Linked DNA regions of Drosophila melanogaster: region 1 is linked to region 2. Evidence: chromatin contacts called from public Hi-C data. All regions are on one chromosome and are shown on one strand. The core of a region is the stretch at or near the end of the contact, and the rest is flanking DNA. Distances in the headings are between cores, read along the strand shown. Region 1 holds the start of Fancm (Fanconi anemia group M helicase). Region 2 holds the start of ppan (peter pan).

Region 1 (3,252 bases), core at 462-2,961, 370 kb after region 2:
CACAGCGCATAAGTCATGACATTTATGTTGGCCATGTCGGGCAGGGCATCGCAATAACCTGTGACTCATCACATGTGCCCATAGGACACTCGAATCTACGCTCAGATATCTGGTCATTAGGCTCATTAAAGCGGCAGCCAATTAATAAACAAAAATAAATAATTGCACAATTCATTTGGTAATTAGACATGGCTCATAAAGCCGAATTAGGCAAAAGGCGTAGTGCCCATGGCCCACAGATACATACAGATATCCCACAGATAGCACGCACACCGAGATATGTACATTCATATATTCATGTATATTGTCTATATGAGGAGGGAGCCCCGAAGAGAGGGAGAACTTCATGCAAATGAAATGAAATTGACTAGAGAGCCAGCAAATTGAGTGTGTCCCGTGTACCCGTGTGCCCGGGTATTTCTGTCCCAGCTCACGGTGGCTGCCGAATGGGGTGCCCCTCCCCCAGCCCCAGCCCCCCACTACGAGCAAACACACGAACTTACATACATAAGTGAACAATTCATTTGTCACACTAAATTTGTTTCAATTCATTTGCTCGGAATGACAAATAATGCGATATAATTACATTTTGTGAGCGTTCTCCGGTGCCCGTGCTTTTCCGCGGGAGTGGGCCATGACATCCAGCTCTCGGACTCAGATTCCCCCACACACGGTCAATGCTCATTAGGTGAAGATTTTGAAATGAGATTGTGACTATTTACGTATGTTTTTCCGTCAAACTTGGCCAAGTGTATGTATGTGCTTGCTAATTATCATTTTCCCTCATCAGCAGCAGGGGCAAGGATTTGTGGAATAACTTCAGAAATTAAGGTTGAGTTTAGTCAGCATGGGAAGTATATTATTTCAATTATATTATTCGGCTTATACATTAAAAATTAAAAATTCAGTTCCATTCCATTAATTAATCAATTCATTAAAAGGTATTTGTTAAATATCCTAATGCTGCTACCAGTTTAATTGTATCTACCCGTACTGCTTTTCTTTTGATACCAAGCCTTTTCGTTGGGGAAATAAAAGCAAATAAGAACGTTCGTTGGAAGCGCCTAATTTAAGACAATCAGAACATCTACGACAGAAATATCGCGAAAAGTACTCGGGCAATCTGTAAGTACGCAGTGTGTATTCGCCCAATTACGAACTGGCGACATTAAATGGGGCTTGACATTTCCGGGCAGATTGTGGGGTCTGCGTTTTCGTAAGGATTTCGGCATTTTAGCAATACTTTTCACCGATATGATACTGATTAAGGGAAATCATACAAGAGCTCTTTTAATTAATGTAAACTATTGCCATTTGATCACTCATTTATCTTTATTCTCTAAAATCAACTTAGTCACTGTTTAAAATTGGCGCGCTTTTATTTGAATTTAAGTGTTTGGCAAACATATACACAGTGGCGCCATCTGGAGCAGTGCTGCCACTCTCGTATTTGGCACCATTTTAGAGCACTGTTTAATGGCTTAGCAAATCCGCGCTATAAGAAGCCGCTTCAAGCTTGCTTAGACAGTTAACAATTTTTGAGAATTGTATTTATTTTTACTTATTACCCTATATTTAGAGGGTTTTACAGACTAAAATTAGTTTTCATGTCACGATTTGTGTGATCGATATACTCCAACAGCGCCACCTAAAATGATTAGCTCATCCCTAACGGAATGTTATGTTATAAACACAATGTAAAGCAATGTAAACACTTTCAAAACAAAATGTAGATCGTCGTGCAGTAGTTGTTATCAAAAGATTGCTGCTATCATGGATGTGAATTGGATGGACGATGACGAAGACCTAGTGGCGGCCTTGGCTATGCACGAAGAGCAGAAGAGCGAGGTATTTACTTGTATTTACTCCTGCGAGCGCAGAGTCTCTCACAGTTTGGATCCTCAGGATGCCGATGGAACACGTTGGGAACATTGCGACGAAGCCTGCGATGGTTTCGATATGGCCACAGGACACAACTGGATTTATCCAAACAACCTGCCCCTACGATCCTATCAACAAACCATCGTCCAATCGGCGCTGTTCAAAAACACCCTGGTGGTGTTGCCCACGGGATTGGGAAAGACCTTCATTGCGGCGGTGGTTATGTACAACTTTTACAGGTGGTATCCAAAGGGAAAGATTGTGTTCATGGCACCCACAAGGCCCCTGGTCTCGCAGCAGATCCACGCATCCCAGAAGATCATGCCCTTTCCATCTGAAGACACGGTGCAGCTAACAGGTGAGTTCAAATGTGAAGACTTATTTACAAATGCTTACCGGGTTATATGACTAAAAGAACCTGGATGTGCCGACTGCCTTACAAGTCCTGAATCCAAAAAATAAGCTCCAGTCCCATTTTTATTCCAGGCCAACTTCCTCGACCCAAACGAGCTGAGCTGTGGGCCTCCAAGCGGGTCTTCTTCGCTACGCCGCAGGTGGTGCACTCAGACATGCTGGAAGCTGATGGCGAATGCAGCTTTCCCTTTGGGTCCATCAAGTTGATAGTGGTGGATGAGGCGCACCGGGCCAAAGGTCGCTATGCCTACACCCAAGTGGCCGACTGTCTGATGGCACGTAACAGGTATTTCCGGATGCTTGCCCTGTCCGCTACACCAGGAAGAACCATGGAGGATGTGGCAGCTGTGTGCCGAAACCTATACATTTCCAATCTGCAAGTGCGCTGGGACACCTCGATCGACGTGCAGCCCTACATACACAGGCGGACGATTCGAACCATAGTGGTCTCCCTGAAGGAGAGAATCAAGGAGCCGAGAGAACGATTGCTGCAGATCATCGAACCATACCTACGCCAGCTTATGGAAGCTGAGATTTTTAAAGGCAACAAGGGAACCGTGAGCAGAAATAGTTTGCTCTTTGAGCAGAAAAGCTTCGTCGAACGATCGGCGCAAGGCCAGCGGCATCCGGATCACAACATAATAATGGGCAACTTCGCCATGTGCATCAGCATGTACCACTCGCTGGACCTAATGGAGCGTCACGGTCTTCGCGTCTTCGTGAACAATTTCGATGCAGACGACGACGGGCGAGAGAAATTTGTACTGGCCAGAGATGGTAATCTAAGGAATTTGGTGGAGCAGGTCCGCCAAGAACTCGGTGCCAATCCCCTAGATTACACCACGCATGCCATGACGAATGGAGAAGTGCCGCCTTTGCCATCTGATCTAGACTTTGGACATGCCAAATATGAGAAGTTGCGACAGGTGTTGGTGCAACACTTTCAGGTAGGGGCAA
Region 2 (3,448 bases), core at 106-2,605:
GCGGTGGCTGCGGGAATTGCGCGACCATGCCGACCAGAACATCGTCATCATGCTGGTGGGCAACAAGTCCGACTTGCGGCACTTGCGCTCCGTGCCCACGGACGAGGCGAAGCTGTTTGCCGAGCGCAACGGCTTGAGTTTCATAGAAACCTCGGCCCTCGACTCAACGAACGTTGAAACGGCATTCCAGAACATACTCACAGGTGGGTCGTTCAGGATATTTTAGCTAGTCTGCTTTCAAATTATCGATCGTTTAAGAATATTTAAATACTGTAGATTAAACGCTTCATTGAAAGTCAATAGATTAATGATAACGAAGCACGACTAATGATGTCTCGTAATCCCGTTTCAGAGATCTATCGCATTGTGTCGCAGAAACAGATCAGAGATCCGCCGGAAGGCGACGTCATCCGCCCGTCGAACGTGGAGCCCATCGACGTAAAGCCGACTGTCACCGCCGATGTGCGCAAACAGTGCTGTCAGTGACCGCCCCAAGCAATTTTCGCTATTCCCCGCAACCGCCAGAACAGCAACATAAACAGAAGCAACAGCAATTACAACTACGACTACAAGAGGAGCAGCAGCGGCCAGAACTGCAACACCAAGATCAGGAGCAGCGTACACCCGATGGACCGCACAAGATGTCTATGCGTTTGTCAGCCACAGTTTGTCATGTGCGCATAAATTGATAATTCAAATCTGAGCCGCCACTCTCCACCACCAACACCACCACCATCATCAGAAGCAGCAGCAGCAGCAAAAGAATCGAAAGCAACAACATCCGGCTGTAGTTAACTGCGGTTTAAACTGAAGTTTTATATATATACAGATCCATGAGTATCGCATAAATCGACCGCCGCGGAAAGAAAGCAAGCAAAACTAAACACTCCAAATTCAGTTTAAGCTGTAGAACTATAATTTATATAAATATACATATATGCTAATATTAAAATATTAATATTATTAATTTTTCGCAACATAAATATATAGTTGTAATTTCGCGAGCAGAACAACAACAAACAACCGGAAATTCTTCGACTTAAACGCAAATTCATTACCACAGCACTGCAGCTCGGATTTTCTTCTTCGGTTTCTCGCAACATTTTAAACGATTGGCCACTTGGTAAAACTAGCTGATAAAGAGAAATCAAACAAAAACAGTTGTAAAACTTTAAATGCATAAATGAAACGAAATAACATCATTTGTGTTTGCTATGTTAAGTGTGATTAAATAAATATAATTTAAATAAAACAGAAGTGCTTTCAATTGGGCGGAAAATCGAAATTTAAAATGGGATTAGAGTGACCAAAGGCAGACGTCGGAGTGGGTGTTTGGTATTTTCCGCGCGAGCAGCCACACTGATCCATACACGTGCGGGAGAAAAGTGAACAAAAACATTGAAACATGGGCGGTAAGAAGAAAGTGCATCCGAAGACGCGCACGGCGGCCTTCAAGGCCAGCGAGCCGAGCGAGATCGTGGAGGCGCCGCACTCCTTCGTCATCCATCGCGGCCTCGCCTGTCCGTACATCACGGACCTCACCCTGGACTTCCGCCGCATTATGGAGCCCTTTACGGCCAGCAATCTGCGCGAGAAGCGGATGAACCGCATCAAGGACTTTGTCAGCCTGAGCAGCTTCTTCCACGTCTCGCACATGGGCATCTTCAACAAGGCCTCCACGCAGCTGTCCTTCAAAGTGGTCCGCTTGCCGCGCGGTCCTTCCCTGACTTTCAAGGTTTGTTTGTTTCATCGCTTAGTTTATACTGGATATTTTACCGCGAAGTTATTCTCTGTCAGGTTCACCAGTTCACCCTGGCCAGAGATGTGATCTCGCTAAGCAAAAAGCAGATGATTGACAACGATCACTTCAAGCACGCTCCGCTCGTCATCATGAACAACTTCAGTGGCGATGGCAAGCACCTTAAGCTGATGGCCACCACGTTCCAAAACATGTTCCCCTCAATTAACTTGGCCACGGTTAATATCGGCACCATTCGTCGCTGCGTCCTGTTCTCCTACAATCCGGACACGAAGCTGGTCGAGATGCGGCACTACTCCGTGCAGGTGGTGCCGGTTGGCTTAAAGCGGGCGGTCCAGAAAATCGTCAAAGGAACGGTACCCAATCTGGGCAAGTGCAACGAAGTCGTGGACTTTGTGACCAAGTAGGAAATGACCGTTTGTTCTCATTCCATCAAATAATCATAATATTGATTTTCAGGGACGGCTATGCCTCCGAATCAGAGGCCGAAGATGATGAGCAATCACATGTGGTGCTGGCACAGACTCTTAAAAGCAAGGGCAACTTGGAGGACAAAAAGAGCTCCATAAAGCTACACGAGATCGGACCTCGACTAACCATGCAGCTCATCAAAATAGAAGAGGGCCTTCTGACGGGCGAAGTACTGTATCACGACCATGTGGTCAAGACAGAGGACGAAAAGGAAACCCTGCGCAAGCTGGTCGAAAAGAAGCGAAAGCAGAAGGAGCAGCGCAAGAAGGAGCAGGCAGAGAACCGTGCCCGCAACTTGAAGCTTAAGAAGGATGAAAAATGGGCTGCCAAGAGGGCGGCAGAGGGACGGACTGACAGCGATCCCGAGGATGATGCAGAGTACTACAAGGAGGAAGTCGGCGAGGAACCAGACGAAGGTGAGTTGTGCTACATGCTGCGTAGAATATAAACTAATGTTTCCTTTGCAGAACTGTTCAAAATGGAAGCGAAGTCCTCCCGAAAGCGGCCTAGTTTGGGCGGCGGAATGAAATACAAGAACAAGCGCGCTAAACTGGATACCAAGGACAAGAATGACAAATCTGAGCGCACGGACAAGTACGATCGTAAGGACAAGTTCGATCGCAAGGACAAGAAGGACAAATTCGACCCCAAGAACAGGAGAGCCAAGTTCGATCCCAAAAACAAGCGCGCCAAGTTTGACCACAGAAAGAGTAGAAAATCAAAGTAGTACATTTAACATAAGCTATTTTATAAAGACCATTGGTTAACACGACATCGCAATGTTATCAATGGGAACTAACTAAACATACGTTGCACCACCTCCTTGTAATGGGCCTTGCTATCCTTCCAGCTAACAGCGATGTTGTCGCGCAGCTTGCTGAACTCTCGCTTCTCCTCGTAGTTGGGCATTCGCTCGATGGTGGCTTGCGCCTTGGCGAACTCCTTCAGGTGATAGTAGGCGAGTGCACGCCGGTAGATGCTCTTCTCGCTGGGACTCTCCTCCGTCTCCACAAACTGCGTGTGGTAGATTACATGCTCATAGCGTTTCTCCTGCAGCAAACAGGCGGCCAGGTTGGTCTGTATCTGAATAAAGAGCTCCTCCACCGCCTGGCCGTTGATGCCATTGGTCTTTTTGGTCAGTTTATCGAAGGGTTTGTAGGTGATCAGCAACTTTGCGGCACGCACAAAGTAATCAAAGGCGAATTTCGGGAACGTCTT

Evidence for each region. A called contact is a pair of places that touch in the nucleus more often than the background predicts.
Region 1: a contact with region 2 is called in a Hi-C map of the Kc167 cell line, with 2.3 times the contacts expected there. A contact is called at or near these places in 3 of 107 Hi-C or Micro-C datasets (the Kc167 cell line, the ML-DmBG3-c2 cell line and embryo).

Annotation. Positions count from the first base shown.
Region 1 is chr3R:21,480,614-21,483,865 of dm6, forward strand. It overlaps Fancm (Fanconi anemia group M helicase), which reads left to right and starts at 1,712. Exons shown (of 6, transcript NM_001275877.1): 1 at 1,712-1,848; 2 at 1,906-2,239; 3 at 2,368-3,242. The coding sequence starts at 1,774.
Region 2 is chr3R:21,114,899-21,118,346 of dm6, forward strand. It overlaps ppan (peter pan), which reads left to right and starts at 1,356. Exons shown (of 4, transcript NM_057631.6): 1 at 1,356-1,735; 2 at 1,798-2,162; 3 at 2,219-2,646; 4 at 2,698-3,001. The coding sequence starts at 1,406. The coding sequence ends at 2,957. It overlaps Rab11 (Rab11,), which reads left to right. Exons shown (of 4, transcript NM_134310.3): 3 at 1-203; 4 at 353-1,248. The coding sequence ends at 486. It overlaps Bdbt (Bride of doubletime), which reads right to left. Exons shown (of 1, transcript NM_142686.3): 1 at 2,959-3,448. The coding sequence ends at 3,026.